4 separate regions of the Sus scrofa genome follow, and regions 1, 3 and 4 are each linked to region 2. Evidence: chromatin contacts called from public promoter capture Hi-C data. All regions are on one chromosome and are shown on one strand. The core of a region is the stretch at or near the end of the contact, and the rest is flanking DNA. Distances in the headings are between cores, read along the strand shown. Region 1 holds the start of PARN (poly(A)-specific ribonuclease PARN). Region 2 holds the start of ERCC4 (DNA repair endonuclease XPF). Region 3 overlaps PARN (poly(A)-specific ribonuclease PARN). Region 4 overlaps PARN (poly(A)-specific ribonuclease PARN).

Region 1 (6,928 bases), core at 3,606-6,105, 690 kb before region 2:
CCCTTCACACCCCGCCCCCAAATCAAGACCGAGGCGAGGCGCCCGCTCGCCATCCTCTGCCACGCCAGCTGCTTACCGCCGAGCTCATCCCGGAGCCGTCCCTGCTATCGCCCCCTGCCAGGATCCCCGCGGAAGCGGGGGGAGAGGTTGCGGCTTCACTTCCGGAGGTAACCTAGCTTTGCCTGCGGAGGAGGGTGCCCCCGGCCCACGACCATAGAGGAGAGGCCGCGCCGGTCTCCAAACTCCCTTAACCCTGCGCCCTCCCCGCTGCCTAGAGCGGCCACTCCCAGGCCGGGGAGCTCCGCGCAGGCGTACTACCGCCGGCCCCCCGCCCCTTCCTCTCGGGTGAACAGACCTTGAGCCAGGGCGTTACACCCAGAAGGTGAGGCTGCTGTGTGTATCTTCTCCTCCAGGGAGGGCGTTTCTGTATCTTCGAGAAACACCTTTGTCCGAAATTAAAGTAATGTTACAAGACTGTACTGCACACGCTACGGTTTTTTTCGCCTTTACGTTTTAAAAAATTCTAAGTTCCACTAAAGAAGAATCAGAATTAAAATGACTCACCACATTTTTTTTTCCTCTTAGCGTCTTGATCCGTTAAGAATTCATGCAGATTATCTGTTTTAAATTGCTGGCCCGGAGACTGTTATTAATCATTTTGGATGCTACTTTGTTTTCTATCAATCAGATGAGCAAAGAGTAAAAAAATTGGCGTTTGATGGTCTGTGCTAGTGCCAGGGGTATATGAACTCATTTTCTGGAGGATCATGTGGCAATAGGTATCAGCATGTTTTTTTTTTTTAATTGTGGTGAAAGTTACATAACAGAATTTGCCATTTTAACCGTTTTTTAAGGGTGCGGCTCAGTGGCACTAAGTATATCCACATTGTGCTATTATCACCACCATTCATCTTTACGGCTTTTTTATATTCTCAAACTGACAGTCCATGCCCATTCAACAATTTCCAATAGTTCATTCCCCAGCCTCTGGTAACCACCATTCTACTTTCTGTCTATGAATTTGACCACTCTGGGTACCACATGTTAGTGGAGTCATACAGTGTCTGTCTTGTTGTGACTTGTTTATTTCACTTAGGATAACATTCTCCAGGTTCATCTGCTTTGTAGCATGTGTCAGAATTTTCCTCCATTTTATTTATTTATTGATGTTTAAGCATTCCTTTTTTTTTTTTTTTTTTTTTTTTTGGCCACTCTGGAGCCAGGGATAGAACCTGTGCTACAGCAACCACCCAAGCCATTGCAGTGACAATGAATTCCCTTTCATTTAAAGGCAAGAATAATAACCCACTGTTTATATGACATTTTGTTTATCCACTCATTTGATGATGGATACTTAGGTTTCCATTTTTTGGCTATTGTGATTTATGTTTCTATGAACATGGCTGTACAAATATCTGTTCAAAACCCTACTTTCAATTATTTTGGGTGTTTGTCCGGAAGTGGAATTGCTGCATTATATGATAGTTCTACTTTTAATTTTTGAAGACGCACCATGCTGTTTTCCATGCTGTACCATTTTACATTCTTACCAGCAGTGCATGTACAAAGTTCCAATTTCTCACCCAGGGGGTGTGAAATGGTATCTCATTGTGGTTTGTTTGTGTTCCTTTTTATGGCTGCCCCTGCAGCATATGGAAGTTTCTAGGCCAGATGTCAAACAGTTGTGGCAACGCCAGATCTTTAACCCACTGCAACATATCAAGCACTCCCCTTCCCTTTGTCCTTTTTTTTTTTCTTTGTCTTTTGTCTTTTTAGGGCCACACCCACAGCATATGGAGTTTTCCAGGCTAGGCGTCTAATTGGAGCTGTTGTGCCAGCCTTCGCCAGAGCCCAGATCCGAGCCACATCTGTGACCTACATCATAGCTCATGGCAATGCAAGATTCTTAACCCACTGAGTGAGGCCAGGGATTGAGGCCAAAACCTCATGGTTCCTAGTCAAATTCATTTCTGCTGCACCATGACGAGAACTCCCCTTTGTCCATTTTTAAATTGGATCCATTTTGAGTTGTAAGAGGGTTTTGGTTTTTTGTCTTTTTAGGGCTGCACCTGCAGCATATGGAAGTTCCCAGGCTAGCAGCTGAATCAGAGTTGTAGCTGCCAGCCTAGAACACAGCCACAGCAATGCGGGATTGAATCCACAGCCTCCTGGATATTAGTTGGGTTTGTTACCACTGAGCCACAATGGGAACTCCTAGGAGTTCTTTATGGATTTTAACCCTTTATCAGATATATGATTTGCAAATATTTTCTCCCATTTTGTGGGTGACCTTTTCACCTTGTTGATAGTTTCCTTTGATGCACAAAAGTTTTTAACTTTAACATAGTTAATCAGTTTTTTCTTTTGTTGCTTTTGCTTTTGATGTCATCACCAAAAAAACATTGTGAAATCCAAATCCCGAAACATTTAGCTCTGACACAGATGTTTGATTTATTTTGAGTTAATTTTTTTTGTTTGTTTGTTTTTTGTCTTTTTAGGGCTGCACCTGAGGCATATGGAGGCTTCCAGGCTAGGGATCTAACTGGAGCTGTAGCTACTGGCCTACACCACAGCCACACCAACCCCAGATTCGAACCTTGTATGTGACCTACACCACAGCTCATGGCAACACTGGATCCTTAACCCACTGAGTGAGGCCAGGGATCGAACCCACAACTTCATGGTTCCTAGTCGGATTCATTTCTGCTGTGCCACAACAGGAACTTCTCCATCTAGGACTTCTAAAGCTGATGCCAGAAGGCAGAGTTATTTCTTTTATTTAAAAAAAATTTTGAGCAGTCCTGGGAGTTCCTGTTGTGGCTCAGTTGAACTGAATCTGACTAGTATCCATGAGGACACGGGTTCGATCCCTGGCCTCTCTCAGTGAGTGGTTCGAGGATCCAGTGTTTCTGTGAGCTGTGGTGAAGGTCACAGACATGGTTTGGATTCCATGTGCCTGTGGCTGTGGCATAGGTTGGCAGTTGCAGCTCTGATTTGACCCCTAGCCTGGGAACTTCCATATGCCACAGGTACGGCCCTAAAAAGAAAAAAAAAAAATTTAGGAGTTCCCACTGTGATTCAATTGGATTGTTGGTGTTTGGGAGCAGGTTCCATCCCCAGCCTGGCAGTGGGTTAAATATCTGGCATTGTTGCAGCTGCAGCTTAGATCACAACTATGGCTTAGATTTGATCCCTGGCCCAGGAACTCCACATGCTGTGGGGTGACCGAAAAAGAAAAAATTAATTAATTTACAACATTGTGTTAATTTCTGTTGTATAGCAAAGTGACTCAGCTATACATATATATCTATATTCTTTTTCATATTCTTTTCCGTTACGGTTTATCACAGGCTCTTGAATATAGTTCCCTGTGTTATACAGTAGGACTGTGTCTATCCATCCTATATATAATAGTTTGCCTCTTTGAATCCCAAAATCCCACTCCTACCCTCCCCCACACTCCCTCCCCCTTGGCAACCACAAATCTGTTCTCTGTATCTGTTAAGTCTATTCTTGTGTTGTAGATATTTAACTTGTGTTATATGAGATTCCACATTGTATGTGGATGTGATATCATATGGTATTTGTCTTCCTCTTTCTGACTTACTTTGCTTAGTATGATAATCTCTAGGTCCATCCATATTGCTGCAGATGGCATTATTTCATTCTTTTTCTTTTTTTTCTTTTAGCAGTGGAGTAGTATTTCATTGCATCTCCATCCCACGTCTTCTTTATCCATTCATCCGTGGATGGACATTCAGGTTGTTTCCATGTCTTGGCTATTGTAAGGAGTGCTGCAGTGCAATAGTGTCTTTTTGAATTACAGTTTTGTCTGGGTATGTGTTCAGGATTTCTGGGTCATATGGCAACTCTGTTTTTAGTATTTTGAGGAATCTCCATACTGTTTTTCAGTGGCTGCACCAATTTACAGTCCCAGCAACAGTGTAGGCGTGTTCCCTTTTTTCCACATCCAAGAGAAACATTTCAAGTTTGAGGCTAGACTATTTGTCATATTGTTTTTTCACCTTCCCATTCCATCTGAACTCTCTAATTCATTTACTCTCTGCTGTTCATAGTCAGAATAGTGCGGGTAATTAACTATACACAAATTTCCTTTGGTGAGGAGAGGAAGATCGACTTGTGTCACCTGGTGGGGAAAACATGGCCAGAGTCTTGTTCTTTAGGATACTTAATATGTCCTTTTGGAGGAAAACGGTTCTCTTCAAAAAGCACAAGTGGTTCATACTCATTCTTTCTCTCAAATGTAAGGTGTGAATGCAGGAATTGTGACAGCAAGTCACAACCCTAATCGTATCTTACCTCTGTCTATTTAGTGCTTTACACTTCACATACATTATCACCACTGATCCTTGACCCTTTTTAGAGGATGAAGAAATCGAGGATGAGTAAGGCTGAATAGCTCCAGATGTAATAAATGGGAGAACTAAACTTTGAAAGGTCTAACCGACTTTATGATGAAGTAAGCTTTTGCGAAAGGCCAAGATGAAGTCATCCCCTCCACCTATGTTTACTGAACACCTACACGTGTCAGCAGTGTTGTAGGCTCTGGGAAACAACGGCAAACCTCAAACCCACATAAAACTCCGTTAGGCAAGACCTCATCTGTTTTGCTAGCCGTAGTATTCCCGGGGCTAGTGCAGTCAGTACAGGTCTCAGCTTTGCTTTCCGCGTCACCTCTGTACGTGACTTTGCAGCACCCTTTTTCTCTTCACAGGGATCTTCGTGTTTCCAAGCGGCAAGTTTGAGTCCTGCCTGACTTTCCCTTCTTCCCGCAAGTTAAATTGGGTGGGGACCTTGTCTTTTCCATTCATTACAGTATTCCCACTCCTTTCAGGGTGCCGCGCATAAAACAGGACTGCGGAAATATCTGCTCATCAACTGGATGTCAGGTCAACCACTCTGCCAAAGGGAATGGTCCAAGTCCGGTCCTCACAAGTAGACGGCACCTTGGATGACCGCGATGGCCACGCCCCTCCTGTGTCCCGGGTGCGAAGGAAAGGAACCCAGCCTTGGCCCCGCCCCCGCCATGACGCAGACGCACGTGACGCGCGCCGGCGCGCGCTGTTTCCGGAAGTCGCCCCCGCGGTCTCCGCCGCAGCTGCCTGCGCTGTCGCAGCGGAACTCTGCGAGTGGAACGGCCAAGGCGGGCCGGGGAGGGGCGAGGGTCTGGCCACTCTGCAGAATGGAGATAATCAGGAGCAGTGCGTGTCCGCTGCGCACCTCCCCGAGGGTCCCCGCGGGCTCCCTTACTCGCCCTGCTAGGCCGGACCACGGCCGCTGTGCTTGGCGGGGCCTGGGGCAGAGGCAGCCCCTCAGGGGTTTGCTCTCCTTTTGCGCCTCTTGGGGCCTTGTTCCTCTCTGGCCCTTGCATCGCTAACGGCTTTGTTGTCCTCCTTTCCCGGGCACCCCTATCCCCCAGGGCCTTGTCCCTCTCAGGCTCGTGCACCCCTCGGGGCTTATTTCCTTCCGGTCTGTGCACCCCTTAAGGACTTGTCCTCCAGCCCGAGGAGCCTTAGGAGCTCCTGGGCCTTCCTTTCCTCCTACTCAAAGTAGCCCGTGGGCAGGAAGCCAGGCCACCGGTTCTGAGCCTCTTCTTGGTTTCTCCGCAGATTTTAAGAGTAACCTCCACAAAGTGTACCAGGCCATAGAGGAGGCGGACTTCTTCGCCATCGATGGGGAGTTTTCAGGTATCCCTTGCTTGCAAGCTTGAGGCTGGCACCTTGCAGTGCAGAGCCAAGCCTCCTTCTGCCCTCCCTGCCCCTGACTTCTGTCTGCTGGCCGCTCCTCCCTCTTTGTAGCCTTGGGCAAGTCGCATGAGTCTCCACGTTTCCTCTTGAACGTTTCTTAAGCACGGAAGACGTGCAGTGGAGTTGGTGATTGGTTTTGTGATTGTTGGAGCGCTAAGGGTTGCAGATAGAGATTATGGTTTTGGTGCAGTTTAGAAACAGTTGGACCTGTGCTTGGGGCAGAGTTTGAGGATTAGGATCAGTGTGTGTGTGGGTGGTGAAATACACATAACATAAAATGCATCGTTTTCACCATTTTTAAGTGGTTTTACAGCTCATTGGCATTAAGTGATTCACATTGTTGTGCATTCATCTCTACTTCATCTCCAGAACTTTTTCATCTTCCAGAACTGAAACACTCTACCCATTAAACAATACTTCCCAATTCCTCCCTCCCCTCTGCCTCTGGTAACCACTGTTTCTGTCTCTCTGAATTTGACTGCTCTAGGTGTTTCCTGTAAGTGGAATCATACAATATTTGTCCTTTGTGACTGACTTTAGGGTCAGACTTATGCAGATGAATTGAGGGTGTTCCTCTAGGCATTAGTGGGAGTGTTCATTGCCTGCCTTGTCACAGGTGTACATGTGTTCTAATACTTTACTAACGGTTATAATTGCAGGGGTTTTTTCTTTTTCTTTTTTTTGCATCAAAGACTTTTTTTTTTATTATTTTAGTTTTTTTTTTTAATCTTTTGCTATTTCTTTGGGGCCGCTCCCACGGCGAATGGAGGTTCCCAGGCTAGAGGTCTAATCGGAGATGTAGCCACCGGCCTACGCCAGAGCCACAGCACGTGGGATCCGAGCTGCGTCTGCAACCTACACCACAGCTCCCGGCAGTGCTGGAACCTTGACCCACTGAGCAAGGGCAGGGGTCGAACCCGCAACCTCATGGTTCCTAGTCGGATTTGTTAACCACTGCGCCAGGACGGGAACTCCTCAAAGACTAATTTTAAAATCCTAGCAGTTGGGGAGTTCTCTCATGGCACAGCAGGTTAGATCCAGCTCTTGTCACTGTAGCGGCTTGGGTCGCTGCTGTGACTCGGATTCCATCCCTGGCCTGGGAACTTCTGCATTTTTTTGGCGAGGCCAAAAAATAAAAAAAATTGTTGAAGTCAAGGAGT
Region 2 (7,173 bases), core at 418-2,917:
CGTAGCTCAGTGGTTAGCGAACCCGACTAGCATCCATGAGGACGCTGGTTCGATCCCTGGCCTTGCTCAGTGGGTTAAGGATCCAACATTGCTGTGAACTGTGCTGTAGGTCGGTGGCTTCAGCTCCGATTGGACCCCTAGCCTGGGAACCTCCATGTGCCATGGGTGCAGCTCTAAAAAGACCAAAAAATAAAAAAAATGACGCTGCCTTTTGCAGGGATCATGAACTTAATGATGAACAAACCAAATGACTACAATGATCAACCAATCTACGTTTATCAAGCCTTTGGTTTTTGTTTTGGGGTTTGCACTCAAGACTCATCATTGCACTTGAGATGTTATTAGCAGATGAACAACAACAAAGACTGTTAAAGTCCAGGGTTAAGGCTTCTGCCACCTAGAAAATACTGCCCGCCAGAGCCAGTTTTGCAGGCAGGGATAGCATGTGAGAATATAACAAGGACGCTTTTCCCAGGTGGTGTTTTAGACTATAGTTTTGTCCTGGACCGCTCTAGAGGGGATTTCCTCATGTCAATAGACCCCTGGGTCCTTTACACCTTCAGTTCCCTGCCACCTTTCCTGGAGGCTTGGTGCAGTGCTAAGCCCTAGGTAAGCACTGGGGATACCCAGAGGAATCAGACTGGTCCCCACCCACAAGGAGTTTGTGGTCACTCTTCTCAGCTGGCATTTTCTTTCTGGCCACCTGCTCTAGGTATCTAGGAGCTCATCAGACTTGTCAGACCAGGCCGTGTCACCTGTCACTACCCCACGGCACAGGTGTATCCCCTTCTTATCTTTCCTCAGTGTCCTCCCTAACCCAGGGACCTTCCCCAATATCCTCAGCTTCCAGCTCCCATTCCCTTCTGACCTTATGCCCCTCTTCCCACAGCCTCGGTGAACCCCCAGTCCCTCCTCTTCCCTATAGGGTTCTCCCGGCCTTAGAGCCTCCTTTTCACGTCTCCCATCCGGCTCTAGGATTCCTCCATCCCCGTCACTGTTCTCTTTTAGGGACCTCACTCCTCCGCCTGCAGCAGGCTCCTTAATATCCAGCTTTAGGACTCTGCCTCATTATTGCCATCCATAACCCCCTCCAGACATTTCCTCATCCTTTTCAGGGACCACCCCCCACTCCAGAGCTCCTCCCACCTCCATCCTCCTCAAATGACTCCCCTACTCCTCTCAGAGGCCCTCCAGCCCACTCGTGTCAGAGGCCCGCAGGACCCCTCCACCCTTTCAGTGCCCTACCAGCCCGGTCAGGGTCCTGCATCCTCCTCGGAACGCCCTCCCACCGTCTCAGCCTCCTCGCACCCGTGTCAGGCGCTCACAACTGTCTCAACGCCCTCCCGCCGTGTCAGGGACCTGCATCACCCTCAGAGGTCCGGCCTCCGCCCGAGGCCTGTGTCCTCTTAGGAATCCCCCAGTGCTCCCGGGGTCCCGTCACCCCCGCGCTGGCGGCCGCACCTCCTCTGCCGGCTGCGTGTTGAGCACCAGTACCAGGCACGCCGGGTGGCAGTGCAGCCGGAGGAAGTGGTAGAGGAGCCGGTCCGCGCCAAGCCCTCTGGCGCACACTACCAGCCCGTCCGCGTCCAGCAGTTCCAGCACCAGCTGCCTCTCATACTCCAGCAGCGGCGCCATAGCTGTTGCTCGAGCCGGCGGGCCCAGCTCCATGGGCGCCCTTCCGGGGCCGCCGCCGAACACAGCCGAAGAGAGCCGATTCTGAAACGAGCGTGTGCCGAACAGGCCGAAGAGAGCCGAGCCCGAGACGATCGTGGGCCGAATGCAGCCAAAGAGAGCCGAGCCCGAGAGGTCGAGGGCCGGCCGAATGGAGCCGAAGAGAGCCGAGCCCTTGACGACGAGCTCAGGCCAGACTCGCCAAAGAGCAGCCGAGTGGAGCCTAAGATTCTTTGAGTCGCAAGGAGGTGCTAACGTTCGCAACAAGTGTCCCTTCTGGCTTCAGGGTCCCCACCTGAAGTCTTCCGTTATTCTACCTTGTCTGGTACGTTCGATTTGAGAGCCAGGCAGCCTAGACTTAGCGAGCAAGGAGAATGAAACCCAAGGACCTTAGTTCTCCTACCTTGACAACTGAGAAAGTTAATTGTCCATCTAAGGAGTGCGCATAGAATTGGTAGCACCTGCTTCCTAGGGTGAGCCTTGCTCCTTACTTTTGCAATGAGCCTCTCTCCCCCTTAAAGTACTTTTTGAATAAGCCGAATAGTTTGCTAATTTTAGGCTCTTGTTCCTCTCGAAGTCTTGATACAATTAGCTATTTAAAAAGTCCCAGCCAGGTGTCTTCGCCGCGGCAGCATCCCATCTGCCACTAGAGGGACACCTTCGGTAGTTTTTGTTCTATAACTAGAAACGCCTGATAATCTAACTCGAGGAATTGTTCGGGGTCCACATCATTTTCCCCCAACCTTCATTGTCACAAAATAAAAAATGCTATATAAGTAAGCAAAAGTAAAAATCACTTGTTATTCCGTTACCCAGAAATAAGCACTGTGATGTCATGAAATCTGTCCTTTCCGTCTTTTTTTGGTTATATAAGCACACTCTCTCACCAGGAAGAATTCATTTACTGTTACTGATATGAGATAATAAGTAACCCTGATTTAAATCTTGAGTGTGTCAATCATTTCACAGACTTCTGAACATGGTATTTAATATTCTTTTACAAAATCCTTTGATATGGCTAAGATTTCTGCAACGAGGATGTATCATACTTATTTACTTATTAGTGGACATTTAGTTTGTTTCCACTCCCCCCTTTGTATTATAATACTTTGTATTATAATATTTAACTGAGCATCTTTTTTGCATAAATTTAACCATGCCCCTTAGATACGTTTAGAAATGGATACCTACTGGGATAAACATTTATGTCTTTACATTACGTTCATAGTGCTACATTGCCCTCTAGAAGGCATGGTCCAATTTACATCCACCGGAAAGATTTACAAGAGATCTGTTTCTCTACCTCTTACTGCTTAATCCAGTATTTTACTTAATTTTGTCAAGATTAAAACAGCATATAGTAAGTCCTAAATGCTAGTTAAATGGAAGAGAATGTCTGCGAGACATTCTGCATATAGCCGTTCTTAGGAGACAGATATGAATCCCTCCAATTTTGCAAGTGAGAGACTCAGGGAGGTTATGTAACTTGGGCAAGACCACAGATCTTGTTGGTGTATTTCTTAGACTTAGTTCAGGGTGTGGTAAGTAGGGATTCAACACCCATGTAGGTTATGCATGCTGAAGTGACAATGCTGAAATGCAAACCTGATTCCCAAGCTGTGGTATGCAAAGTAATTGTCCCCCCAAATATCTGTGACCTAATTCCTGGAACTTGTGAACATGTCACCTTAGGTGGCAAATGGGACTTTGCAGAGGTGATGAAGTTAGAGATTTCAACATGGGGAGAGTCTCTTGGATTATCCAGGTGGGCCCAAGGTCATTACGAGCGTCCATACAAGGGGAAGAGAGAGACAAGGGGGGTCCAGAGGAGAAGTGACAATGGAAGCAGAGTTTGAAGTGATGTGGAAGGGCTGTGAGCCAAGGAATGAAGCTTTTAGAAGCTTAAAAAGACAGGGAAATGAGTTCTCAGAAGCCTCTGGAAGGAGTATATCCCTGCCAGCCCATCTTGGACTTCTGGCTCCTGGAACTGAAAGATGATGGACTTGTGTTGTTGTAAACCACTAAATTTGTCATAATTTGTTACAGCAGCAACAGGAAACTAATACACAAGATTTCAGTATTTCTCCTACACTGAGCTCTAAAGATGAAATCCCCAGCTGATCAAAACAAGACAAAGCAAAATAAAATAAAGCATATGGGAGAATATAGTAATCAGTAATTTGGAGGATGATTGAGCAATATATATATATATATATATATACTTTTAAAATATCTGTATAGATCCATGTACACATGAAAATACACCCCACAAATGTTTGTGGAGCACCCAATATGTGTCAGGGAACAAAACAGGTAAAATCTTTGCCACCGTAGAACTTGTATTCTAATAGGGATCATGTGTATGAAGATGTTTATTCATCATATTATTTTGTGAAGTATCATTATTTCTCAGACATTTCTCCTGAATGTTCAACACTTGAAGACTCATCAAAACTTCTTCCTGCATCACTAATAAATAGGATATCACACAACTATTATAAGCGGTATGTGATAGAATACGCAATCCATGCTATTACATACTGAAAAAAGCAATTGCAAAACAATAAGGCATAGGATGGCCCCATATTTTCTTATGATTGCTTAGAAAATTTCTTACCAGGAGTTCCCATCATGGCTCAGCGGTTAGCGAGCCCAACTTGCATCCATGAGGTTGAGGGTTGGATCCCTGGCCTTGCTGAGTTGCAGATCCCATGTGGCTGTGGCTGTGGTGTAGGCTGGTGGCTTCAGCTCAGATTGGACCCCTGGCCTGGGAACCTCCATATGCTGTGGGCACTGCCTACACACACACACACACACACACACACACACACACACACACACACACACGACAGAGAGAGAGAAAAGCTCTTATCAAAAGTAATTGCTTCTGGGGGAGTTGAAATGGATGGAGGTGTAGGGTAAGACCTTTACATTTCAGTTTATTCCCTTCTGTTCTGTTTGACTTTCTTACCAAGAACTTATATTGCTTTTAAAACGAAAACAAAAGAAAAAACTTCCCAGGTACTAAATAAACACTTCATCAGCACTGCATAATATTACCTCGTGGAATCTAGATTTAATATGTGTGTGCAAGGCAACGGTGTCAGAAGTTGGTATCTGGGGAAGCAGACTTTTGTAAATTCTAACGGATGTGTCTACGCATTGGAGTTTTGCCCTGGCTGGGCATAAGTTTTCTGCTTAAGGCAAAGGATTTTTTTTTTTCCCCCTATGTCACTGTCAATTAATTCTCCAGACTTTTCCTTATTTTGTAGATTGTTTTGCTCACCAGAGCCATGTCCCTTCCAGGTCACTTGGCAAGTTTCAGTTTTGCCCATGAGGACACAGGTCAGGCAGTGGCCCCTTGATTTTTGCTGTTGGGCCAGGAGTGAGGTTAATCTTCATTTTCCTCCTCACCCGAGGTAGAACCCAGCACACCTTGGGTAACCTTAGCTTGACTGCAGAAGGCAGGCCACTGTAATTTCTCTTAGAAAGCTCAGTCTTTCACATATGGGAAAACGCCTACGAAATCCAGAGGCTAGAGAAAAGATAGCCTACTTCTTGGCCTTAATTCCTCTTTTAGGGCTAGATCAGCATTGGCCCTCTTAGAGTTTGCTTACATGGTTTTAAGTCAGAAAGACCTGGGCTTAAAGCCCAGCTTGGTGTGACCTATGCATGTTATTTAATCTCTCTGTGCCTGAGTTGCCTTATCTTAAAACGAGGCTGACATGAAAAAGAATGCGGTAAGTCCACCTGACTTCTAAGCCTGTATTCTTCGCCTCGACTGCCCCACTAGATGCCTGATGCTGAAAGCCTTGAATGCCATCCTGAATCTTCTAGATTCGAACACGTGGCTCAGATGGTCCTCATCCTTTCCACGCTTAAGCATCCCTTGAACATATATGCCAAATATTCTTGGATCAATCCTTCATGAAGGCAATTGGATTTGTGGGTCTTTTGGCTGGGACAATACATTTAAAAGGAGACTGTGAATTCAGCAACACTATCATATAGATTTGTGACTTATGGATTCCAATAGCATCTATAATCATTTGAAAAACTTTAGCATATGACCTTGAGCGGTCTATTATTGATTCATTGATTCTGTCTGCAAGCGAAGGTTGGTACACATTGGACAGGGGGATGGTTGTAGTACCTGTAGAGTTCTGCCCAGGACCCAAGGGCCATGGGAATCCATTGGTGTGTATCATGTATACTAATTATCTGAGAATGTTGTCACCTGTGTACTAGTGTTGTATGGATAGTACACTAAGAGAAAACTTAATATTTAGTTGACTTATTATTACTCATACAACAGAGGGAATGTAATTATTAAGTGAATCTTTTTCTTGGAAATAAGAACTTTTGATGGTTTGTAATTAAAATAAAAATATGTTCGCTGTTTTGACAAGCCATTCATGATTAACAGAAAAGGAAAAAAAAATGTATGAAGCCAAACACAAAAACCAATTACCTGCCCCACTTTGCAACAACAAGTAGCCTTTTGTGAAGACGATAGTGGTTCCTATGGATTAGCAATTAACCTTTTGTAGGGATTTACGAGGAACCCCATGGAGGCTCTCCCACAGGGAAAATAGTACTTAAATTGGAAAGCTTTGTGGAGTGCTCTTTTCGTTATTTTCGGCAAAATTCTTTTCCTCTTATTGCATCCTCCCTCTTAGAATGCATTCTGAGAAGAGGCAGAGGGCAGTGCAAAATAAAAATTCTGGGAAACTTGCTAAAAAAATTAATTTCAAGATGGCAACAGCAGAGCATTCAACTAAGCATGGGGCCTTCCTGAGCCTGTGTGAGCGTGCATACCTGCCTTGAAGCTGGTTCTGGCAAAGAGCTTTGACCCTGCAAATGACAATGTTCTAAGAGTTGACTGTCTTTGTCGGTAGGCACTGGTGACTCTGCTGTCGTAGCCTGATTGGAGTTAGTCTTGTGGAAGAGGGAAAGTTGGGGTAGTGATGGGAGGGGCCCTCGTCTTGGACATCTTATTCACAGGGGTCTTAAATGTAGACTTTTGATGTTTTCTCCAAATGTGGTTCTACCTGCAGTGTTGTAAGAGGGGGCAGGGGTGATAGAAGAAGACATTAAGTTTGGATCTGATTACTGGACCACATTGCTTGTAGCGACTTTTGACTTAAAGTTTGGGGTGGTTGATGCAAACTATTACATTTAGAATGGGTAAGCAATGAGGCCCTACTGTGCGCTACAGGGAACTCTATCCAATCTCTTGGGATAGAACATGATGGAAGATAGTAGGAGAAAAAGAATGTATATATATGGTGAGCCACAAGGGAAGTCTGAAAAAGAAGGTGTATATATATGTGTGTATGACTGGGTCACCATGCTGTACAGCAGAAATTGACACAATACTGTAAACCAACTATAATCTAATAAAAATTTAAAAGATTAGAAAAATAAAAGGAAATAAATCACATTTGTCATTGGGGTGATTTATAAGTAATACATAGCTACATTTTAAGCATATATGCAATA
Region 3 (7,643 bases), core at 3,802-6,301, 600 kb before region 2:
GTACCAAATTCCTTCCATTCACATCTTTCTTTAGACATATTCAATCTTTCTGACCAGGACATGTATTTTTTTTCATTTCCTCAAATAATTTTGTGCATCTTTAAATGTTTCATTGTTCTTGTTTTCATCATACATACTTTTCAAGGTTATGCAGCGTAGCATAGAAAGCGGGTTCCACTGTGCCTGATTTAGTACCACGGCCACAGTCAGCACGCAGGAAGTGTTTTAGTGTGTGTTGGTGGTTTTAGGAAATTTAAAGCAGTGAGATTAATCTGCCTGATTGCTCTTAGGTCAGTGGAAGTCTGAGTTTGAGAATTCAGCTCGAACGTTGTGTCTCTGGTTCTTATTCCTGGGGCTTCAGGTGCCGTCCATTTGTTGTTGTTTGGTCACCAGAAATGATGAACTGGTTGATTAAGTAGGTTAGTTATATTAGTCTTTACATGTCTTTTTTTTGAATTTTTTCTTTTTTTTTTTGGCTGAGCCTAGGGCTTGCAGAAATTCCCGGGCCAGGGATTGAACCCATGCCACAGCAGTGACAACACCAGATCTTTGAGCCACCAAGGAACCAACCGTTACATATTAACATTGTTTTCTCAGACATAATTCCTATTGTCTAAAATAATACTATTTATTTACTATTTTTAAAAAATGAAATAAATTTGACTTTAGAAAATTTGAAATACTATAAGTGAATTTAATTGATTTTGAACCATTTTGATGGCTGTTTTAGAATATTATTTTGTTACTAAAAATGTTACCAGTGAGTCTCTTGGGGTGATGAAATTACAGGTAGATTTTTACTTTCTGGTGAGGTTTTTTTTTTTTTTTTTTTTTTCTGATATTTCTCTAGGACAGGTATTATCTGTGTTCTAAAATATTTAAATTTAAGAATAAAGACATATTGCTTTCTTTTTTATGTGTGCATGAGCACAGCAAAAAGAAACTTCTTTCTTTTGAGGTTTTAGACGGCTGGCAGATGGTGACTGTAGTTATTTTATGGTATCTCTTTTCTAATCATGAAATTCATGGAATTAGTTTCTCTGAATTTTCCTTCTTCCATGTTTTGGTTTAAATCTGTTATTCTGGAAAGGCGAATGTGAAACATGTTTGATTTGTGATGTTCGTTGATAATATTTCCACTGTTGAGTATTTTTACAACCTGTCTTTTCTTGTTTATTCTGGAAGGAAGCCCAGACATCACTTTAGTAGCTGGGTGAATGTCACTTCATTTTGTTTAGCCAAAATGCCAGAAAATGCTAGACCACTGGAGTGTTAAGTAACTTATAATTGATGGTGGTGGTGACCCAAACACTTTAGACCAAGGTTTTACTTTAACTTCTCCATCACGTGTGAACATATCTAGATAATTATGAGTGTTTACAGGTTGCATGATTAACAAAAGCAAGAATGACTTAATTGCTTAGTAATAAGGCTTTATGTTCCACAGTCCAACAGTAGGAATGTCTTGTTCTTTTTTTTAATTTTTAAATTATAGTTGATTACAGTGTTCTGTCAGTTTCTGCTCTACAGCAGAGGGACCCAGTTATACATATATATCCATCCTTTTTCTCACATTATCCTCCGTCATGTTCCATCACAAGCGATTGGATATGGTTCCCTGTGCTGTACGGCAGAGCTCATTGCCTTCCACTCCAAATGCGATAGCTCGTATCCACTAACCCCAGACTCCCAGTCCATCCCACTGCCTCTCCCCCCCTCCCCCCCGCCGCGCCTCGGCAACCGCCAGTCTCTTCTCCAAGTCCATGAGTTGGTTTCTTTTTGGTAGATTCTTTTGTTCTTTCTTACTGTGAATTAGAGCAATATGGGGAACTCCACAGAGATTTGGTTTCTAATTGCTTCAAAGGCTGAGGAGCAAACTGCTACAGTATCAGGGAAAGCAACGTAGAAAAGACACCAATACATTAAAATAAAACTGTGAAACCGAGATTTTTTTTTCTCACAAGTCCTTTATTATGTTATAGATGATTTAAAGGAAAGGGAAATAATTATAGCATATTATCTAGCAAAAAATAGGAGCTATTTATAGGATGTTTACTGATTTTAGTAATTGTTAATTCCCAAAATATGAATTGCTCTACAGCATGAGCAGGGGCCTCATTTAGGTAATTTTTTAGGCATTTTTGTAATCTTATTTTCAGAGGGAGTTTAAGCCTTATTGATTTATCACTGTATTTCTAGACACCTTATATTTTTATGCTCAGTGTTCTTTATAGTAACAACAGAAAAGAGAATAATTACGAAGGTATTTCAAGTGGTTTTTATCTTTTTTTTTTTTTTTTCTGGGCCACGCCTGTGATATGTGGAGGTTCCGGGGCCAGGGATTGAATCCACGCCACAGCAGTAACCCGAGCCGCTGCAGTGACAATGCCAGATCCTTAACCTGCTGCCCTGCAAGGCAACAACACCCTTGCACAGTTTTTTAAAGAGATGGTTTTCATTTGAAAGCTGCAGTGTTAATCTTTGTATAAATATTTGAGTTACTGTTGGGTGCCTCCGTTGAAAACTGAGGGACTGAATTTAGATGGGGACTAGAGATGAAATAGTAAGAGCTTCTCCACGCAAGGACTTCATGGCCTAGTGCTGTAGGTGGGTATCTAGACAACCAGTGCATCCATACGCTACGGGGCTGTCATAAGGCGCGTTGCTCGGGGAGGGAGAACCAGCCCAGACTGGCCTGGAGACGCGGAAGAGGGTCAGCAGGGAAGGCTTCCTGGGATAGGTGAGGCCCATGCTGATCCTAATAGCGACCAGAGTTACCTATCAGAGGAAGGCTAAGGGCGCTCTGGCGAAGCATGGGACCAGCACATCCTTTGGTCTGCCTGGAGCAAGTGGTACATATGGTGGAGAGGAAGCTGGAAGGTGGAAACACAAAATGTGTGTGTTAGAATTCGGAGTTTGAACCTTACCCCTTGTACAAACCTTCTGCAGTGTTGATTTGAATGTTCTTTTTTTGGGTGGGGCACCCCTGAGGCATATGGAGCTCCCAGGCCAAGGGTCAGATCCGAGCCGCAGCTGCAAACTAAGCCGCAGCAACGCTGGACCCACTGTGCCCGGCCGGGGATTGAACCCGTGTCCCAGGGCTCCCAAGCCGCTGTGGATCCCCTTGTGCCACAGCAGGAGCTCCTGGGATGTTCTTTTAAATCAAGTTTTAGAATAAAAGATGTCACTGGCTTTCTTTTAAATCTGGGGCTTTTGACAGAATTTCTAGGTAAGGCGTGTCAGGTTTGTCAACTTGAAGCTGCTCTTGTAAAGCCTGATTGTTGTCAGAGGTGTCAGCCCCAGTGCCAGTCTTCCAGTGCCATATGGTGGCATTGTAGCACAGGGTCAAACATAGATGGATATATTCGAGCAGGTTCTATTTATTTTTCAGTGTCTAGGAGTTGGTCTTTGCATTGACTCTAGTTCAGAGCCTTCTCTTAAGAGACAGAGGCCAAATTGAATTTATCTGGGAACCTGCCACATCTATAAATGCCACACAGAATAATAAATGGGCCATTGGCTTCCAAGAATTGGTGACAGCGCATTTCAGTTCCTAATTTAGAGTTCATGAAAATGATCCTTTGACAAATAAGATTGCAAAAAAAAAGAAATCCTGCTTGATGGATTCATCTTTCTGACAAACATTTAAATGTTGTTTACACCAACGATACTGGAGTGAGTCAGGTGGGGTGTGAATAATTGAATGAATGAATGAATACAGAGGGCAGGTGTTTTGTGTTCAGAGAAAGGGGAGATGTCTTACCTAAGGCTTATATATAGTGTTCAACCAACGAAGTCTGGCTTCTTGAAGCGGGGAGGGCGTCTTTGTTGTTATTTTACATGCTCGGTATTTGGGGCAGGGCTGGAAAGAGTTTGGGAGGACTCTGAGCAGAGGCCTTGGTGCTGAGTTAGCAGAGGAGAGAGGACTGTGCAAGCTGAGCAGCTGTAGGTGGGAAAGTGGATGCTTGATGACAGCACCTGTCAAACCGGCTCACCCTCTCACTGGGCTACACAATCGTTATTGTGAATGAGCGTGACCAGCTTTTTTGTAGAAGGAAAAAGTTTGAAAATGTCCCTGAGCCACTGCAGTAGCAACGCTGGATCCTTAAACCACTGCACACAAAGGAACTCTTTTTTTTTTTTTTTTAATGTAACTTTTTTCCAAGTATTAATCTGTATGTGCAGGTCAACATGTATATGTACTGGTTTGTAGTCAAAATGTATTGTTGTAGGTCATGGTCAAAAAATTTGAATTTAGATGGTGGAGGAGACTAGTTTTCATGTAACGAGGAGTCTTCTCACAGAGCCCCGTGGCAGGTGTTGGAGGTTGGGGAGGAAGCGAAAGTGACTGACAAAGATCTCAATCCTCAGGTGCTTCCTGTCCCTAGATCAGTGTGGCTGGGAGTCCTGTGGACGGCATCTGGCAGGATGCTCACTTCTTCACGCCGCATCTCCAGGGGCCGGGAGGAGGCTTCCATGCTTCTCACCGAGAGAGGAGTGTTGTGGCCAAAGTGTCTGACCCCCGTCACCCCCCTTGCTTGGTCCTCCTTGTGGAAGGAGGCCGATGGCCTATCTGATGGATGAAAATCAGGAAAGGCTGATACCCAAGGGCCTTTTTGACCAGTGGGAGGGATCCTTGCATTGAGAAATCAGACTTGGAAAAAAAGAAACCAGCTGCAGGGGTCTCTTCCTAATCTGGAGATTAGGAAACTGTTTAGATATTGGGGGTCTCCTGGCCGGGATTTCTGTAGGGGTGGCATCGGCTATGGTAGGAAGCCCTATTTGGACCTCAGGCCTCAGATCCATCGCCAGCACAATCCACAAAGGGGTCTGAGGCTTCGAGGGAACATAAAGATGCTGCTGAGTTGTCACCAGTTCCTTCATCTGTCCCTCAAAAGAGATCAGTGCTCTCCAACCTCCAACCAGAACTGGCCGGGAGGGTGGTTGGAAAGGGCCCTGGTTGCTGTGCTGTCAGATTTCCACTCTGTGTGTGAGCAGCAGAGAGCCTTTCTGTGCACCCAGAGGGGTGCGGGTGAGAGCGACGCCAGAGGGAGTTTCTTTCATAAGGCAGGAGGGCGCTGCGGGTGGGAGCACTGAGAGGCTGGCCGTGGCTGCTGTGTTTCCAGATGATGTGCAAGTGTGACCAGTACGGCCTGCAATTAACATGCTTTCTGTTCCATGATTGGCCCATGAGGGTGTTTGTTTACTATGGTTTCGATTTGCAGAAACTAAATTTTCTGGTTTGCTCCTCCTCTGGGGAACCTGTCAGCGTGCTTTTTAAGGCCAGCTGTGACCTTGAGTCTTCATTCTGTTTCACCAACCAGAAGATGGTGCTGTCGTGCTGGTAACGAATCCACCTTCCCCTCTTCAAGTAAAACTTGTCACCTGAATGCTTACTCATGCTAAGTAATGTGGACAGACAGAGCAGGCTGTTTCCACAGTGTAACCCTCATGCCGCATGGCAGTGGTTAGGCCACGTGGAGCCTTCATGCCCTGAAACCTTCAGGGTCTGAAGCTTCAAGAAACCGGCCACCAGGCCTTCTGTTTAGCGCTTGCTCAGAGCCACCACCTTTGCACCGAGGGTCACGTGACACTCTTGGAGAACTCAGGATGAAGGCTTTGTTACTTGCGTTTGATCTGTGTGCAGTCTTCCATGATTTGATTTGAAAGGTGGATGAATGAGTAAGTACCTAGAGGAAAACTCATGAATTAAGTACACCGGAAATGCTATGCTCAATTTAACATTTCACTGGATACTCAAGGCATTGGATCACCCAAGCAGCTTCTCACCTTATTTTCACGGTTTGAAAGAAACCCAGATGTGTGATGGACCTGGCGTGAAACATTGGCTGTGTGACCTTGGGTGTTTGACTTAACTTCTCTGTGCCCTCTGCCGTAAAATCAAGATGAGAACATACACTTTTCAGAGCTGGGAAGGATTGACGGAGGTGACGTTCTCCCACAGTGCCTGGCACTAGCTGCTTAGGAAACTGCCCTGCTTGCCCTGTGCCTTCCCCATCCAAAAATCCAGACATTAGAATAATATTATTGCCCAGTTGATTTTATGGGAGGCTCACGCTGCTGCCTCGCAGAGAAGATGGTGTGACGCTCTCGGTGCTTGTGTGCCCAGCTTGCAGAATGATGTGTCCCTCGGCAAGATGTGCCCTCCGGATAAAGGCACACCACCGTTTCCACAGAGGACCCAAACTGCTGCCCCAGTGATGTTCACTTGTCTGTCCTCGGCTTACCTGTTGCTGTTCTCATTCACCTCTTTCCAGTTGCAGTCAGGGGTCTCCCTCAGAGCCTACCCAGGCGTCCCACGTCAGTACTTTCTGGAGCCTCTTTCTGTTACTGAGGTCAGCTTTTGAGTAGGTTCAGAAGTAATACGAGAATGCTGCAGACACAGACGTTTGCAAGATTGCTGTAAGGTTGGTCTCCGGATTCCTTCCCAGAGTCCGTTTGGGAAGCTGGTTTGGGCACGGTCTGAAAAGTACAGGCAGTCCTCATTAGAAGCACAGATTCTGTGTTTGTGAATTCACCTACTCGTTAAAATTTTTGTGTAACCTCAAAATCAGCACTCACAGAGCTTCTGTGGTCACTCACGGACATGCGCAGGGCGGGGAAGCTGTGGGCTTCCCGACGCCCATGGTCACCCGTCGAGGTTGAACAAGGCGATGCTCGGCCTTCTCCTTGCAGCTCCTGCTGTAAACAAGGGTCCTTTTCACAGTCTCTTTATTGCCGCGTTTTTCACATTTTTGGGCTTTCTGTTGGCGATTTTGCCATTTGAAAGGCCCCCCCGCAGCCTGGGGCCAGAGCGCTGCCTGTGCCCCAGGCACGAGAGGACGGCCGGCCACGCCTTGCAGAGAACACACGCGGGAGGCGCTGCATTCCCGCCCAACCCACAGTCTGTTCCTGAGATCAGTGGCGGCGAATCGCCGTGTGTATAAGGAACGTATCTTGAAATAGAAGCACTCATGAAACAAGAGCGTGTTAAATGGTTTAAGAAAACGTGGCCAAAGCCTCGCCGGAACCTAGCCCTGGTTTCCCCGAAGCGCTGGTTCAGTCTGGAGGGTGCTTGGTCAGGCATCCTGGTGACCTGGAGTAAGGAGCCTGGAGCCTCTGCTCGGTTCCCTTCTGCCTTCCTTTCTCCTCTGAGGTATCTCACCCAGAGCCCCGAGGGGACAGGGTTTCTGGGCTGCCTGGTTTTTATTCGTTTTCCAAGGAGGGTTGTTCTGGCTTCTGCCCGACAGGCACACTGCTGCAAAAATGACCTTGCTGCGGGGTGGCAGGGCCTCACCCGGACGGTAACTGGCACAGGGGTTGAGGATGCCTCCACGTGCTGGATACGTAGGTAGATGGAGACTGACGAGCCTCATCTGTGAGATGAGTACTGGGAGCCGTCGCCCCAGTCAGTTGTGACTTTGGGCCTTTTTTCTTACCATTGTATCGCGGAAGGATGGAGGTTGGTTAAATAGGGTTGTATATTGAACATTGGTGCCTATAATTCCTATAGCTGTTTGACTTTCATTGAAGATGGTTTTGTTCTCCGTTCTTCTTTTTCTTGGTACCTGTTTCTGCACATGAATCCTCTCGTTGTGGATTTCTCTACCTTAACATTTCTGTTGGGTGGTGAGGTTCGAGGA
Region 4 (7,220 bases), core at 1,770-4,269, 640 kb before region 2:
TAAAAATTCTTTTGTTTTTAGACTCTTGGATACGAAACTGATGGCCAGCACACAACCTTTTAAGGTATTTTTAAATTTTGAACTGTTGCCGTTGTCGGCTTATCAACACTGCTTATGCTATATTTAGAAATTTTCTGAATTGCCACAAAGAGCTGTGGAATTCTGGTCTACTTAAATGTCATTTTCAGATACATCCAAAAAAAAAACAAACAAACAAACAAAAAAAGAACAAAAATGGAAAAAAGAACCTGAGAAAAGACTAGAAATAAATATATCAAAATATGAATAGCAGTTGTCGGAGTTCCTGTCGTGGCTCAGTGGTTAACGAATCTGGCTAGGAACCGTGAGGTTGCAGTTCCATCCCTGGCCTTGCTTAGTGGGTTAAGGATCCGGTGTTGCGTGAACTGTGGTGTAGGTCGCAGACGTGGCTTGGATCCCACGTTGCTGTGGCTCTAGCAAAGGCTGGTGGCTACAGTTCCGATTCGACCCCTAGCCTGGGAACCTCCATATGCCGCGAGGGTGCAGCCCTAGAAAAGAAAACAAACAAACAAACAAAAAACAAAGCAATTGTCTTTGGGTGGTGGAATTATGTTTTTTTTTTTCTCCTTTATTCTTTCCGAATGTCAATTTTTAATTTTTTTTTTTTTTTTGGTCTTTTTGCCTTTTCTAGGGCCTCTCCTGCGGCATATGGAGGTTCCCCGGCTAGGGATTGAATCAGAGCTGTAGCCGCCAGTCTACACCAGAGCCACAGCAATGCAGGATCCGAGCCGAGCCGTGTCTGGTGTCTGCGACCTACACCGCAGCTCACGGCAACCTGGATCCTCAACCCACTGAGCAAGGCCAGGGATCGAACCCTCAACCTCATGGTTCCCAGCCAGATTCACCAACCACTGCACCACGACGGGAACTCCTCAATTTTTAATATTAAAATATATAATGTATTTTTGGGAGTTCCCGCCGTGGCTCAGTGGATGCAATCCTGACTTCTATCCATGAGGATGTGGGTTTAATCCCTGGCCTCACTCATTGGGTTAAGGATTCGGCATTGCCATGAGCTATAGGTCACAGATGCAGCTTGAATCCCACATTGCTGTGGCTGTGGTGTAGGCTGGCGGCTATAGCTCTGATTCAACCCCTGGCCTGGGAACTTCCATATGCCTCAGGTGTGGCCCTTTAAAAAAAAAAATGTATAATATATTTTTGAGTAGATTACACATGCATACATTTCTTCATTTCTTTTCCTTATTTTATATATGTTGGATATATTTTCTAATCAAGGGAATTCAGGTCAAAGTATAATCAGTTGCTGCTTCTGAAGTGACTTTATATAACTGAGTGAAATGAATGCCAGAGCCGTATAGCTCTCTGGCTAAAGGACTGTAGATCTTTAACACATCAGTAAAAAACCTTTCGTACGGATCTACCCTCCATATGCTTGAAATTAAATGTGCTGTTTCTCTTTCACTTTGAATAACCGCTCCTGTGTTTCTCTAGGGAACACAAGGGGGCAGTGCTGGATGCTTTGGTTTTTTGTCCTGACGCTCATTGAATCTCTTTAATATGTGCTTCCCTGAGACGATGCCGGCTCATCATTCTCTGTTACTGGTTTGTAGGATATCATTAACAACACGTCCCTCGCAGAATTGGAAAAGCGGTTAAAAGAGACGCCTTTCAACCCTCCTAAAGTTGGTAAGGAGATAAAATGATCCTGAAGAGCCCCAAACTCTTGGTGCTAATTACGGGTGTCTGTTGTAGAAGAAATGTTGAAACCGTTCTAGAAACTGTGTATATTTATAGACTTTTTTTCCCTCAAACAACTTGCCCGTGCCCTGTGTTGAGTTACTGTTTTCGGAGTAAAGGCAGTCTTCTAATCCTGCATCTGTTTTCTGTGAGTAGGATTGGGGCCTGTTCGTGGAGAAGTTTAGCAATTAAAGCCTCAGGACTTTTATTTCCTAATGCTTGGAATACTCCCCAAACTCAGTGTCTTTCTTTTTTATGGTGCATTGTTTAAGTGGAGACAAAGAGTTGGTGATTAATTGCCAGGGGTAGGATGAAAATAAACTTTTTGTCTCTGGAAAGCCCAAGAACAGGGTTTGCTGATGAGGAAGGAGCTGGCTTAGGTGCAGAACCGATGACGAGAGGAAAACCAGAATAAGGAGAAATGTTCTTTGAGGGCAGAGGTGTTTTGCCAAGTCTGGCCACGGCCCCTACCCAGGCAGTTGGTGACCCTTCCAGCTGTGCTTGCCTTGCTTCCTCCTAGCGTAGTTATGCTGCTGATACGGTGACTCACGTTCCACCAGCTGTAGCCTACAAACTTCCCAAGACATTGATCATAGGACTAAAGCTTCAGAAATTGACTGCAGAAGGTACTCAAGCAGCCAAGGTTACAGTTCTTTGCTTCCCTTTCTGGAATAGTCCAAAAAAGGAGTAAGAAGAGGGGGTGGGGGCTGGTAGTGGGTTAGTGGGGACACCTGGACCTTTTCTATAACGACACAATGGCACTAGTGGATCTGGGAAATATGTGGTCCAGCTGGTGAGAGAGGATAGGACTTAATTGGCCTTCATGTTAAAATACTTTTATAAAGCTTAAAATCTAATACTTGATACTTACGGAGGTTAAAGAATTCTTGCTCAAAGAGCATTGTATTGATGTAAAAACAGTGACAGCCTTTTCAGTATTAGTTTCCACTCATGCTTTTCATCCTGTTGTAACCTTTTTGATATTCACCTCCACAGTGGTTCTCGGAAATAATTATTTATGAGTTACAGTTTTATCCTGTCATTTCCATGTACTATTCCGGCAGAGGGTTTACTCTAAAGCAGGTTTCTCTTAGACCTCATTCTTTCGGCATCTGTGTCTATGCATGTGACCGAAGAAGCCTGTTTTAAAACGGGCTCTCCTCTGAAGTGGCCCCATGTTCCAAGGGCAGCATGACAGCGAGTTTTGATCTATTTTCGGACAGAGTTGTGCTTTCATCTTTAGATCTGTGAGCTTGGAGACCTAGCAGAGGCCAGTACTGAGTGGAGCCGATATCGATCGGAGACCTTTGCTTTGGGGGAAGGTTACCTACGGGGCGTTTACTGGGTACCAAGCACTGTGTCAGAGCTTTCCTTCCATGAGCTCATGGGAGCCTCACAAAGGCCTCATGAGGGAGCCGTGATTCTCCATCTCCACTCTACCAGAACGGAGGCCCAGAGGCCAGGCTCCCCGGGAAAATAAGCGGTGGGGCCAAGATTCCAACCCAGGCAGTGGGACGCCAGAGGCCATGCTATTTAGTCATTAGTCCAGAGTCAGAAGAGGAGTCATGGTCATAGTGCAAGTGGTGCGTGCTTGTCGGCAGCACCATCAGTGCAGCGAGGGGGACAGTGGCTGAGTCTTTGATAATGTAACGGAGGCATTTCTCTGGTCGGGACCAAAGCCCTCGTTTTCGGTGACTCTGTTATCTCAGTGTCCTGCGGGGAGAGAATTAAGACATAGGTAGCCTGGAGTTCCTGTTGTAGCTCAGTTAACCGACGCGACTGGTATCCATGAGGTTGCAGGTTCGATCCCTGGCCTCACTCAGTGGATTAAGGATCCGGCATTGCTGTGAGCTGTGGTGTAGATCACGGACTCAGCTTGGATCCCTGTTGCTGTGGCTGTGGTGTAGGCTGGCAGCTGCAGCTCTGATTCAGTCCCTAGCCTGGGAACTTCTGTATGCTGTGGGTGTGGCCCTTAAAAGACAGAAAAAAAGAAAAAAGAAACAGGTAGCTCTTTTTCTGCTTCTTTAGGGTATTTCTACAGCACAGACTAATGCCTTTGGGATGTGGCAGGGCAGTGCGCTCACCAGTCTTCATGATTTGTGATGACCTTGGGAAAACTTTTTTTTTTCTCTCTTTTTCCTCTTTAGAAAGTGCAGAAGGTTTTCCAAGTTATGACACGGCTTCCGAACAGCTCCACGAGGCAGGCTATGATGCTTACATCACAGGACTGTGCTTCATCTCCATGGCCAACTATCTAGGTACTCCCTATTCCTGCTTCTGTCAAACTCACTGTGGTCCAGAGGGGATCTCACCTGTCTCCTCTTTCCCTGGGATCCACTCATGAGAAGTGGGAGGGTTTTGCGGTCAGAGTGCAGGGAAGGTTGGGGCAGAGGGCCTGGAGCGCACGCAGGAATGAAGCATCACCCCTTACCTGTGCTGTGGTACTCGGCCCATACGAGTACCTTTTACCCGTGCTGAACCATGCTGTTGATTTAAATATATTTTTCAGGCTTTGTCTGCCTGACCGTGTATAATGTTCTGCTTCTTTTCTTCATTAGGTTCTTTTCTTAGTCCTCCAAAAATTCATGTGTCTGCCAGATCCAAACTCATTGAACCTTTTTTTAACAAGTAAGTAACAGGGTCCCAGGCCCCCAGTGTTCTCTCCGTGCAGGAGCCCCCAGTGTCTGGGATGTCAATTAGGGGTAATGGGAGGGTCGAGGGCATTTTTAGATGGGCTATTTCTCCTCTCTGGTGACTCAGATGTCTTTTGAAAAATAGAAATTGACTTTTTCGAAAATAATGTATTAAATATTTTTGCTTCAAGACAAAAAAAGAAAGAAAACGATACTGAAGGTAATGCATCTCTTCCAAGACGAAGACCTGGTGGTTTTGGAATGTAAATGACCCACGAGGGAGCCTGGGTCTGTGTGTCTGTGTGGCAGTCAGACCTGGCCCACCCCTCTCGAGCTTTCCCTTCGAGATTATTGTTTGTGCTTGTGTTGTTATCTGCCTAAATAGTGTTCTTTCTAAGAAGATCGCGGTCCCCCAAGTGGCTTTTAAGCCCGTCTGTGACGGTTTTATTGCCATCGCGTTCTGAGCCCGCCTCCGAATGGTTCCAATGAAGGAAAAGCTGGCTCATAGCCCCTCATTGTTGGCCGAAGTCAGTGTGATTTAGGGAAATGTCTGAGCTCAGAGCCTTTTCAAAGACTCTCAAGATTGTTACTTCAAAGTACGGCTTGTTGCTTTCTTGGCACCGTCGAGACTCACGTTATGGATGTGACCCTCAAGCCAGCCACGGGCGGGCTCCGAGCCAGAGGCCTAAGCCTTCATCTCTCCCCCAGCTCTCTTCACGCGGTTGGTTCTAGGAGATTCTGGGCGAGCCACACGGACCAGGGGCCGCCCGCCCGGATCACCGCCCCTGCGAGAAAGACCCATTGCCTTGTCGGGCCGGTCGCCTCGTTTCCTCCGGTCATACGCCGCCCTTGACGTTTCCGGCTGCGCTTTCGCAGTGAGAACACCGTCTCCCTCCGCGGCTGTAGAAATACGGATGTCACGGCGCCTGTGCGTAGGTCACATGCTGCAGAGACATGTTCCTTCAGAACATCGGGATCCCTGCAGGTTGGGAATCTGGGTAGTCTGATGAGTGCATGGTATCCTACCACGGCTGCTTCAGGTTTTGTTTACTTCCGGTTTTCTGTGGACGTTCAGAGGTACACGTGTTGCACTTTTTCAAAACATCTTTCACAGAGGGTTGGGTACCAGTGTCGCACATATCGACAAGTAAGTTGCGTTTTTCTGTGGGCAAAATTAATTCCGCTAACAATTGAGTTCTTGCTACTATCCAGTTCAAAACAGGCTTTTCTTGGCTCTCAACTCTAATTTTCGGGGCAGCGTTGGTGTTTGTAAATCTGAGGAAGGGCAGCTTGTGTGTGTACTTCCTGTTAAGTTGGGACTTGTGTCCGTTCAGATTTTTTTTTTTTTTCTGAAACCTAGATGCATTCCAGAAATAGTTGAGGATACAGGAATCTTCCTGTGATATTGCACTGAAAATTCTTGCCCAGTTTGGTTTTTGCTCTGTTTTTCCCCATCTGTGAAGGAAGAATATTGTGTTCATCTTTGAAGGGAAAAAGAAATTCCATCAGGATTTGAAATGCAAAATAAGGACTATTTTTATTCTATATTGGAATAGCTTCGTCAAGTACAGCCACCCATTCTTTCTTTTTCTTTTTCTTTTTTTGGTCTTTTTAGGGCCAAACTTGTGGCACACGGAAGTTCCCAGGTCGAATTAGAGCTGCAGCAGCCAGCCTATACCGCAGCTCATGGCAATGCCGAATCCTTAACCCACTGAGCGAGGCCAGGGATCAAACCCGAGCCCTCGTGGACACTAGTGGGTTCATTACCTCTGAGCCATGATGGGAACTCCCACAGCCGTCCATTCTTAATCCATTTAGAAAGTGGAAAAGCAGTTGCTTATTTTGATGTCTCTTTCTGTGTTAATATTGACCTCATAGAAGAACATCCAACAATTGCCATCAACATTGTCTCAAATGATTGGTTTTAGAAAAATTTGTAAGCTTTTCTTAATTGTATATGCATCGTCCTAATGTAAATTTGAATGGACATTAGACCACTTATATATGCAGATAACATTTTGTTCTGCTCTTACCAGATTTTTGTTTAAAAAGTAAACCTTAAAAAAAAAGTAGAAGTTCCCATCGTGGCTCAGCAGGTTCGACCCCTGGTCCCCGCCCAGTGGTTTAAGGATTCAGTGTTGCCATGATCTGTGGTGTAGGTCACAGGCTCAGTCCTCTGTGGCTGTGGCTGTGGCTCTGGCTGGCAGCTGTAGCTCCAACTCGACCCCTAGTCTGGGAACTTCCATATGTCTCAGGTGCGGCCCTGAAAAGACAAAAAAAAAAAAAAAAAAGTAAACTTTGAGGGGTTCCCTGGTGGGTCAGTGGGTTGAGAATCTGGTGGTGTCACTGCTGTGGCGAGGGTTTGATCTCTGGCCACATGCCATGGATGTGACTAAAAAGAAGAAGAAGTCAACCTTGAGGGGAGATAAACTTCACCCCTCCACACCTCTTTCTGCATAACCCTAAGTTAGCATCTAGCCACATTAAGTGTGCCTTTGGGGGAAACTTTATTGAGCCAACTATTGAGAAACTCCAGAGACAGCTGGTGTTTGAGCAGAATGCAAAGACTGAATGCAGTACATGGTGCTTCCTGAACCCTCTTTGTCCAGGAGAATGTTTCAGCAGGACTTTGCATGATGTCGGTTGTCTCTTTCATGGCCTGGGCACCTCCTGTATTTCTCCTGTCCTTTTTGGAATCAGAATGAAAGTCCTAAGATTGCTGAGCGATGGAAATCCAGATGAGACCACTGCCAATGACAGGCCACGTGCTCTGTGCTTTTCCTGTCTGTCGTGAACTCTCTGCTCAGGAAATTGTTTCCCTTTTTTTATGACCTTGGTCAGTTGCAT

The links. Promoter capture Hi-C pulls out the DNA fragments that hold promoters and counts their contacts.
Region 1: a contact with region 2 is called in a promoter capture Hi-C map of liver, with 4 times the contacts expected there. A contact is called at or near these places in 1 of 5 promoter capture datasets (liver), 1 of 47 Hi-C or Micro-C datasets (liver) and 2 of 2 datasets of targeted methods (alveolar macrophages and skeletal muscle).
Region 3: a promoter capture Hi-C map of fetal liver shows a contact between it and region 2, with 8 times the contacts expected there. A contact is called at or near these places in 2 of 5 promoter capture datasets (fetal liver and liver) and 9 of 47 Hi-C or Micro-C datasets (alveolar macrophages, embryonic fibroblasts, epiblast stem cells and 5 more).
Region 4: a promoter capture Hi-C map of fetal liver shows a contact between it and region 2, with 9 times the contacts expected there. A contact is called at or near these places in 4 of 5 promoter capture datasets (fetal liver, fetal skeletal muscle, liver and 1 more), 14 of 47 Hi-C or Micro-C datasets (alveolar macrophages, brain, embryonic fibroblasts and 8 more) and 2 of 2 datasets of targeted methods (alveolar macrophages and skeletal muscle).

The regions. Positions count from the first base shown.
Region 1 is chr3:28,611,953-28,618,880 of Sscrofa11.1, forward strand. PARN (poly(A)-specific ribonuclease PARN) reads left to right here and starts at 4,856. Exons shown (of 24, transcript XM_021086564.1): 1 at 4,856-5,007; 2 at 5,631-5,708. It also overlaps a transcript of BFAR not described here.
Region 2 is chr3:29,304,442-29,311,614 of Sscrofa11.1, forward strand. ERCC4 (DNA repair endonuclease XPF) reads right to left here and starts at 1,668. Exons shown (of 12, transcript XM_003124586.5): 1 at 1,462-1,668. The coding sequence starts at 1,668.
Region 3 is chr3:28,702,185-28,709,827 of Sscrofa11.1, forward strand. All of the region lies in intron 21 of PARN (poly(A)-specific ribonuclease PARN), which reads left to right. Among named protein-coding and RNA genes, the nearest start is that of PARN, 89 kb to the left of the region's middle.
Region 4 is chr3:28,659,547-28,666,766 of Sscrofa11.1, forward strand. PARN (poly(A)-specific ribonuclease PARN) reads left to right here. Exons shown (of 24, transcript XM_021086564.1): 15 at 22-64; 16 at 1,614-1,689; 17 at 3,888-3,998; 18 at 4,299-4,368. Among named protein-coding and RNA genes, the nearest start is that of PARN, 46 kb to the left of the region's middle.